Linked DNA regions of Rattus norvegicus: region 2 is linked to region 1. A link is a contact called in public Hi-C data. All regions are on one chromosome and are shown on one strand. The core of a region is the stretch at or near the end of the contact, and the rest is flanking DNA. Distances in the headings are between cores, read along the strand shown. Region 1 has its middle 51 kb from the start of Ssx2ip. Region 2 has its middle 32 kb from the start of Rpf1.

Evidence for each region. A called contact is a pair of places that touch in the nucleus more often than the background predicts.
Region 2: a Hi-C map of the A7r5 cell line shows a contact between it and region 1, with 4 times the contacts expected there. The contact joins two enhancer-like sites. A contact is called at or near these places in 5 of 12 Hi-C or Micro-C datasets (the A7r5 cell line, the Rat2 cell line, frontal cortex and 2 more).

Annotation. Positions count from the first base shown.
Region 1 is chr2:237,905,757-237,909,697 of GRCr8, forward strand. No RefSeq gene overlaps it. Among named protein-coding and RNA genes, the nearest start is that of Ssx2ip, 51 kb to the right of the region's middle. Within about 2 kb of position 2,080, at least 4 of the 93 cell types and tissues checked have an H3K27ac peak or open chromatin away from gene starts, as enhancers often do.
Region 2 is chr2:238,107,383-238,111,323 of GRCr8, forward strand. No RefSeq gene overlaps it. Among named protein-coding and RNA genes, the nearest start is that of Rpf1, 32 kb to the left of the region's middle. Within about 2 kb of position 1,994, at least 21 of the 93 cell types and tissues checked have an H3K27ac peak or open chromatin away from gene starts, as enhancers often do.

The DNA of each region.
Region 1 (3,941 bases), core at 830-3,329:
GGGCAGATCTTCATTATGAATTATTAGGCCGAGACCCATGGCTCAGCCGAAGGGGTGGAGAAATTGAGCACCAAGCAGAAGAACAGAAGGCTGTGCGTGGCAGGGTGCATGGAGAGAAACCTTAGACTCTGGTCAGATCTCTTTATTTTTAGCCAGAGAGAGGCATGAGATGAGGGGCTGGGCTATTCAATGTGCAGAGTAAGATGTTAGTGTGTTGCCCACTTCCTTTGTGAATTGTTTATTATTTGTTGCTTTTGTTGTGTGTAAACATTTTGAAAAGCCTACTCAGTATTATAACAATTTAATACTCTTATATGGCTATTGTCACAACACAGATTTAGGCCATCAAGTCTAGCACAGACATTGTGGGTGAAACAGAAGTTCGAGGGAAGCAAAGCATTTGGTGAGAGTGTGAGACTTGGGGAGCAGCCTTCTTCACAGTATTTCCGATTTCTGTTGTCATTCCTCCCTTACATGGCTGCTGCACCTGCAGCCTCTCAGACCAGAGGCAGGGTAGCCTCACCCATCTTAATAATAACACTGATCGGCATAGCAACACAGAAAGTCCTGGATGAGAGAAAGAGGAATGCGGGGAGGAAAGAGAGGAGGAGAAATGGCTGGTGGGTGGATGTGGGGAGGACTGGTTTGATGGATGGATGCTTGGAGGGATGGAGGGAGGGATGGCTGGATAGATGGAGGACAGATAGTTGGATGAATGGAGGGAGGGAGGGAGGAATTATTGGATGGATGGATGAATGGACGGATGTATGGATGGATGGGTGGATGGATGAATGGGTAGATGAATGGAGGGACAGATGGCTGGCTGGATGAATGACAGGCATAGAAGGTAAGGAGTATGAAGGTACTGATCCAACTTTTGGGTCTTCCACAGAGTGTAGGTGACAGTTTCATTATTCAGAGACAAGGCTAAGCATTTTCCAGCCTCCTTCCTTGTCCATGTCAAATACTGGCGAAATACCTGCTATGCGTGAGTCACTGCCGTAGACAGTGGTGTACAACAGTGAGTAAAACCTTACCGTCCTAATGATGTTTAACCTCAGTGATGGAAACAGACCCGAAAGGCAACTAATCCATATTTTAGGAAGTGTTATGTATATAAAATGAGGTGTGAATTAAGTGCCGTCAGGGTCGAGAGATTCTAAGTATGGCAGATTGGATTAGAAGGTGTCCTAGATGTTGGCGTAGGACAAAAGGACAAAGGACCAACTCTATCCTGACTTGGTCCCCAGACCAGGGCCAAGAAACAGAAGAATCCCACCAATCACTAAACACAAAACCCCACCAAATCGCTGAACAGAAAAGCCCACCAATCCCTGAACAGGAAAACCCACCAATCCTGAGCTCACCCAAGCTCAGGAATTGAAATCCCACCAATCCTCACCGTGGAAATCTCCACCTTAGAACACCCCTTCCTCCTAATAAAATCCTATATATAAACCTTGCCTTCTGCTCAGTTCCCTGCCGTTTCTCTCCCAAGTGGAGGCAGCCTCCTTTCAGGGGTTTACTCTGCCAATAATCTCTTGTGTGAGGTTTGTTGTACAGTGTGGCTTTCTAGCATTCCTTTATGGCATCTCCGGACTGCCAGGATACCTCTCAGAGCAGAGCTGTAACGCGGCGTTCGCTGGGGAAACCAGCCCCTAACGGAGCAGAGCTGTTACCCTCGCATAGAGGAAACCTTCCCCTGCAGGAGCTGAAGAAAGGCTGTAACACTTCTATAGGGAAGCCCTTCCCCTCAGAGTCACGACATGTAAAATGGGGAGCCAAGGAATACCACCAAACAGCACAGGGCAACAAACCTCACAGAAGACCTATGTTGGGAGAGAAAACCCCAGGAAGGAGGCTGCCTCTGCTGGGGAGAGAAGCAGCAGCAGACTAAGCAGATGCGGGATTATATAGGATTGCTTAGGGGGCGGGGCTTCAGAGCCTGAGCCTTTCACGCTGTAGGGCATGGGCTGGGTCTGGCCATGAGGACAGTTAATGTTCTGTGTGCCCTTCTTACCAGCACAGGTATCTCCTCCCTCTTCACCCAGACAGACCAGCTCCTCAGACCAGAGCCTCGGGCCTCCATGGATCAGCACATCCTCAGTATGGATCCCAGCACATCCTCAGTATGGATCCCACCGCATCCCCAAACCTTCCCAGCAGCCATCTCAGCCTCCACTTAGTCTTGAGTTCTCAGCCACTCTTCCGCTTTTCTGCTGGAGTGTTTTTCTAACCACAGATCACAGTCCATTAGTGAGTGGGTCCGGCAATCAATACAGTGGACGTGAGAAGCCTTTTAAACACAGGGTAGACAGACTGGAAGCTGTTAAAGCACACTGCATGCACATCTCCAGCGTAAGTGGTGATATGGCAGCCCTGTTAGGTGAAGCTTCTCTCACCCTGGAGACACCCTTCCTGACTGTGGTACATCTGTGGAAATTCTGAACGTTCATAGAATGGGAAAGATTTCCGTTTAAAGCCCAGATTTCCTCTGAAGCCCAAGGATATGTAAATCACTGACACAATTTGAAGCACATTTTTGTTCTAAGCTCATGTCTAAAATAGGAATTTTGCCTGGTGTAGCATTAGAATAGTCCCAACTGTTCTTCCAGCATAAGCATGCACACATCTTCCAGCGTAAGCATGAACACACATTCCAGTGCAAGCATGCACACATCTTGCTGTGCAAGCATGCACACATCTTCCCATAGCTGGGGGGGGGGGGAGCGGTAATGGCAACACTCTGCGGAACGTGACCCATGAGGCAAAAGGGTCGTGAAGGATTTGTGCAAGAGAACCGCCTAGAACCTCCCAGAGCTGCAGAGCCTTTTGAAGTACTTCCAGGCTGCGCCACGCTACCGGGAGTCTGTAAAGTCTGCTTCCGACACTCGCAGATTCAACTCAGATCCAGTGGCATCCTGCTTTGCATGACATGGGGTTTATCATGTGTGGGGTGCGATGGGAGAGATGTCCTGAGGAGACATCAGATATTTATCCCCTAAATTAAAAGGGTACAGACTAGCCAAGAAAGATTCTGGTGGATCCATCTTGGTGAAGTAAGGGAGGTTATTCTGATTACCTACAGCAGCGTGGGCTGGCACTGAGCACCTCTACACTACAGCTTCAAGCCCTGCCGAGCTATGGCTCCAAGTCTACAGGCAAACCCAGGAGCAGCTCTCCTAGCTTTAAGGGATGGTGAGTGGCCACGGGCTCCGGGGATGGAAGGAAGGCACAGACGAAAGCAGACCTCAAAAGTGCTGTGTCCCTGAGAGCTGCCCCACCCTAGCACATAGTAGGCATGCTGTTGCTCTTGGCAAATGCTGATCAAATGTGGGAGGAATGGTCTGTTTCACTTCAGCATGGCACAAAGGACGTGACTCAATGGTACCTTGTGGCGAGATGGACCCCAGGATTCTGGGGACCACATCATGCCTCAAATGCTAATCTCTCAAGAAAAACTGGTGATGCTGTGGAATTTTGGGCAGAACCGTGTAACCTGAAGTTTATCATTTACTAGGCAATTCTTGCTTTTTTCCCCCCCAGAGGCAAAGGAAGACTATGCCTGTTTGTCTATTTAAGGTTTTTGTTTCGTTTTGTTTTGAGACAGGATCTCATGTATCCCAGGCTGGCTCTAAACTTTCTATGTAGTTGAGGATGACCTTAAACTTCTGATCCTCCTTCCTCCAACCTGTCTCTGGTAGGTACTGGGAATCCCACAACAGATGGTCCTGCTTTCTATCACTGACCAGCTTGAGTCATCATGACCAAGCATTTAGCAAGTCAGCAGCTGGGGATGGATTATGGAGAACCACACATCTAGAGCAAAAGAATGAACCCAGCCCTTCCTAGACTGACAAAAGCATTTTGGTAGCCCTGGGACTGAGCCAGCAGACTAGGGAGCATCAGTTGTTATAAAGTAATTGATCTTCTATATCAGA
Region 2 (3,941 bases), core at 744-3,243, 200 kb after region 1:
GACTGCCAGGCACTCTTTAGGGCTAAATGCAGATAATTCAGAGTACAAAAAGAAGCATTTCTGCCCTTGTGGGTCTTATGTTCTTGTTTGGTGGGACATACAGGATGGATAGTGAGGAAAAATCCGGGTTATCTGTTGTTGTTAAATATAGGCCCGCGCCCATCCGGATAGAGCACACCAAACCAACACCGTTCCACGTGGAGAGATTTAATGGGAGGATGAGACAAGGGGAAGAGGCGAGAGAAAGAAGAGAAAAAGAGTGAAGAGGAGGGGTGTGGAGAGAGAGAGAGAGAGAGAGAGAGAGAGAGCACGTAGAAGCTGTCTGCCTTTTATTTGGAATATGATTACTCCCAGGTGGAGTTGCAAATTGAGTCAAAAGGTCTTCTGGGAATGCCTGGCTGTTGCCATAGCAACAGTGACCAAATGGTGTCCCTGCTGAAGGCAATTCCTGATACCAACAATACCAGATGGTGGGAAATGGTAGGAATGGGGGGTAAGAGGTAAGGGTAAGGAGTAAGGATGGTAGGGAGAGAGAGAGAGAGAGAGAGAGAGAGAGAGAGAGAGAGAGAGAGAGAGAGAGATGAGGGAGGGAGGGACGGAGGGAGGGAGAGAGAGAGATGAGGGACAAAGGGAGGGAGGGAGGGAGGGAGAGAAGGGAGGAGGAAAGGTGAGAGGGGAGTGGGGGGAGGGGAGAGAGGAGGGGAGAGAGGAGAGGGGAGAGGAGAGGGACAAGAGAAGAGAGGAGAAGGGTAGGAACTGGGGAAGGGGCTGCTGTCTTCAGAGTAGGAGCTAATCCTGCAGGGCTGGTCAGCTCAGCATAGAAGGCCTCCCTGAGGTGGTCTAGATTTTAGTGATGAAGAGCAAGATGTAGGTGCCCTTATTACTGGAGCAACAAGAAAGCCAGCCTGTCTGGAGTAGAATCACGAGGACTAAGACCAGGCAGTGTCTTAGAGACTGCATATTTGCAAGGGTTCTGATTTTACCTTATTTCACATGTGTACGGCATGCTTGTGTGTATGCGTGTGGAAGTCAGAGGTAGACATCAGGGACTGTCCTCCATTTCCTTCCATTTCATTTTACTGAGGCCTAATCTCTCACTTGAACCCAGAGCTTGCCAATTTGCAAATTCAGCAAGACCAACTAGCCAGCTAGTTCACAGTAAACTCTGCTCCTGGAGTGCTGAGTTACAGGTAGGCCCTCTGGCGTTCATATGGGCTGGGGACCCGGAGCTCAGTCCTCCTACTTGGGTGCAAGTACTTTATTCATGAAGCCTTCTCCCCAGCTCAAAAACTTGGTATTTTAAACACTGTATAGATCTGATCAAAAGCTGAAACATTCTGGAATTTTTTTTAATCAGCTCCCATGTTAACAATGGAATTGAAGGAAGAAAAAAGTAAAGTTGCTACCCAAAAGGTTGAATTTTTATTTTCTAATAACCTTATCACCTATTTTGGAATATACGTGCCATTATGAACTACTAATACATACAGAGATTTGTCATGATTAATTTTCCTGTTAATAATGCTTTATCATTGTAATAAACATGGTGGTCCATGCAGGAAATAATTTTTCAACATTAAGCATGGTTATCCCTTTTCTACCAATAGAAAGTATTAATTAGATCCTATTTGCGTTTCTATTCCCAAATGTAAATCCTGCAGAAAGATATTAACATGTATGGATTGTTTGTCCTTGAGTGTCAACCTAGGCTCACAAGAATTCAACCCAGAAGATCTTTGGATGAGAAACAAACAAACCAGCAAACAAACAACAACAGCCTCCTCCCCCGGGTTTCTTTTCTTTCACTGCTGGTATTTCCCCGAGGACGACTCTAAAGACCACACACTGTGATCACACCGAATGCATCTTATTTTTGTAACTAATGACTGGGAGAGTTGAAGGGTATTTCTCCAAAAGCTGGCAAGCAGACTGTTGCCATGCATACCGTTGGTAAGAGGCTTGGTGTATTTTTAGGTTTGCAGAGAGCCTTGCAGAATCCTCCCACAAGTACATTATAACTCAAGATTGAAAGTGTGGGATAGTGCTGAAGACATCCTACTGTGGGGAGCTTGGGAGAACCCACCCTTCACCTCCCGTGGGTCCTCTCATTGCCTGTGCTAAGGAGAGCTTTCAGGGATCCCACAGCTTAGTTTGTTCATAGCGTGATGCTGTGAGAAGGAAAACAGCCAAGAAATGGTCTAGCGAATTATCAAATCACTTGATCCCTGGCCTCAGGGAAACAGAATCCTAGTGCCATCTTCTTAATTTTGACCGTGGATTTGGGTATGACTTTATTCTCCTTGCATATGTAGATGGACTGAGTCTCTTCTCTTTTATCCTCCTTCCCTTATGTTACCAAGGCTCTTTAACGGTTATTTTTACCCTGCAATTATCCAAGCTTGTTTGTTTAACACAGATGCAATGCTCAACGTTTGGAGGAACATCTCTGTAAGCTCTGGGAAAGACTCTCCTCTGGGCTTCTGCATATTTCTGATACCTCAAACTTGCCCAAGCTGGCTTTCCAGCCAGTGTCAGCTGATCCCATAGCTTTGTGTGTGGCCCTTTACCCTGTGACTTCCATCACCCCTCGCATCATTCCTTGAACTCTCTGTGGTCCCCTCACTAGTTGGGCCCTTTATCCTTCTGAGGGAACTCTGGACATCTTTCTCCCAGACGCCTTCCTTCCTCCGCCTGCAGTCTTATACAACAGATTTTTTAAATAAATTGATACTTTTGGGTCTTGTTGAACCAGAAGATACCAAAAGCGTTCCACCTTTTGCACAGTTGCTGGATTCAAGCCATCTACAGTGAGCTTTGGAAGAACGGCTAAGAAAGAACCACAGGGCTTAGCTCTCTTCCTTTGCATGGTCTGTACTTGGAAGCCCCAATTGTAGAGCAGGTGACGGCAGAGTGTGCAGGCTGGACAGCCCCAGGTCCCCACAGTCTTCCAACCCCCACCCAGCTGTCCCTGGGAGGTCGCAGAAGCACTGCACACCCAAGGATTGCCTGGTTTGCAAGACGAAGGCTGCCAGCTGTTTCATTTTGTGCCTTTTCCTGACCCTTGGGAGGTAGGATCTCGGTCTGGGTTGAAGAGGGTTGGGGTACAGGGGAAAGGCATATGGGAATGTGGGGGTGAGTTTGTCAATCTCTGTTCTCATGAACTTGAGACTTTGTACCTCCCTCCAGCCTATGTGTAGGGTGAAGCACAAGGCCCTGGAAGTCATAGGCTTAGCAGAGCTTAGTCACAGTGTCATGAGACTAGGTTTGATTGATTAGGTTCTGGAAAGTATTGAAAAGGCCTATGCACAAGGGCTGTTTCCTTCTATCACAGTATTAAACACTTCAGGACACGTAGCCCAAAATGGAGACTTGCAAGCATGCTCTCCTTCCCAGTGACTGGCGGGAAAGCGCTCTGTCGGTCTCTGGTTACAGAGGTTGCTTCTGTTTCCCAGCTAGAGTTCCTCGCTTGTCTGTTTCTGTTCTGAGAACAAGCTAAACTGTTTTCCCACCACCAAGGTGGGGAGGTGGGGGGTGGGAGATGGGGTGGGAGATGGGTCAGGATGGTGACAGCTGTGGCAGTTCCCGGAAATAGGCAGGAGAGAGAAGGGAAGATTATTTTCCTCACCTGCCTCACAAGACAAAGTAGGGCAGACAGAATGTAACTGAGGAGGCTTGCTGTAGGACTCTTAGCATAGCTCAGATTTAAAAATAAAACCATACATTGATCAGTTGAGGAGGAGGAAGGGGGTGATTGAAGGGATCCTTCATGTCTTGAAGTAAGAGACCAGATTTTTGGCCATCAAACCAGACCCTTCTCTCCCTCCCTCTCTCTCTCCCTCCCTCCCCCCCCCCCTCTCTCTCTACCTAGAGTCTGAAATGTGTTTGGAAATTTAACTGTGGAGGACACAACTGTGAAGTCTGAGCTCATAGCCCGGAGGGGA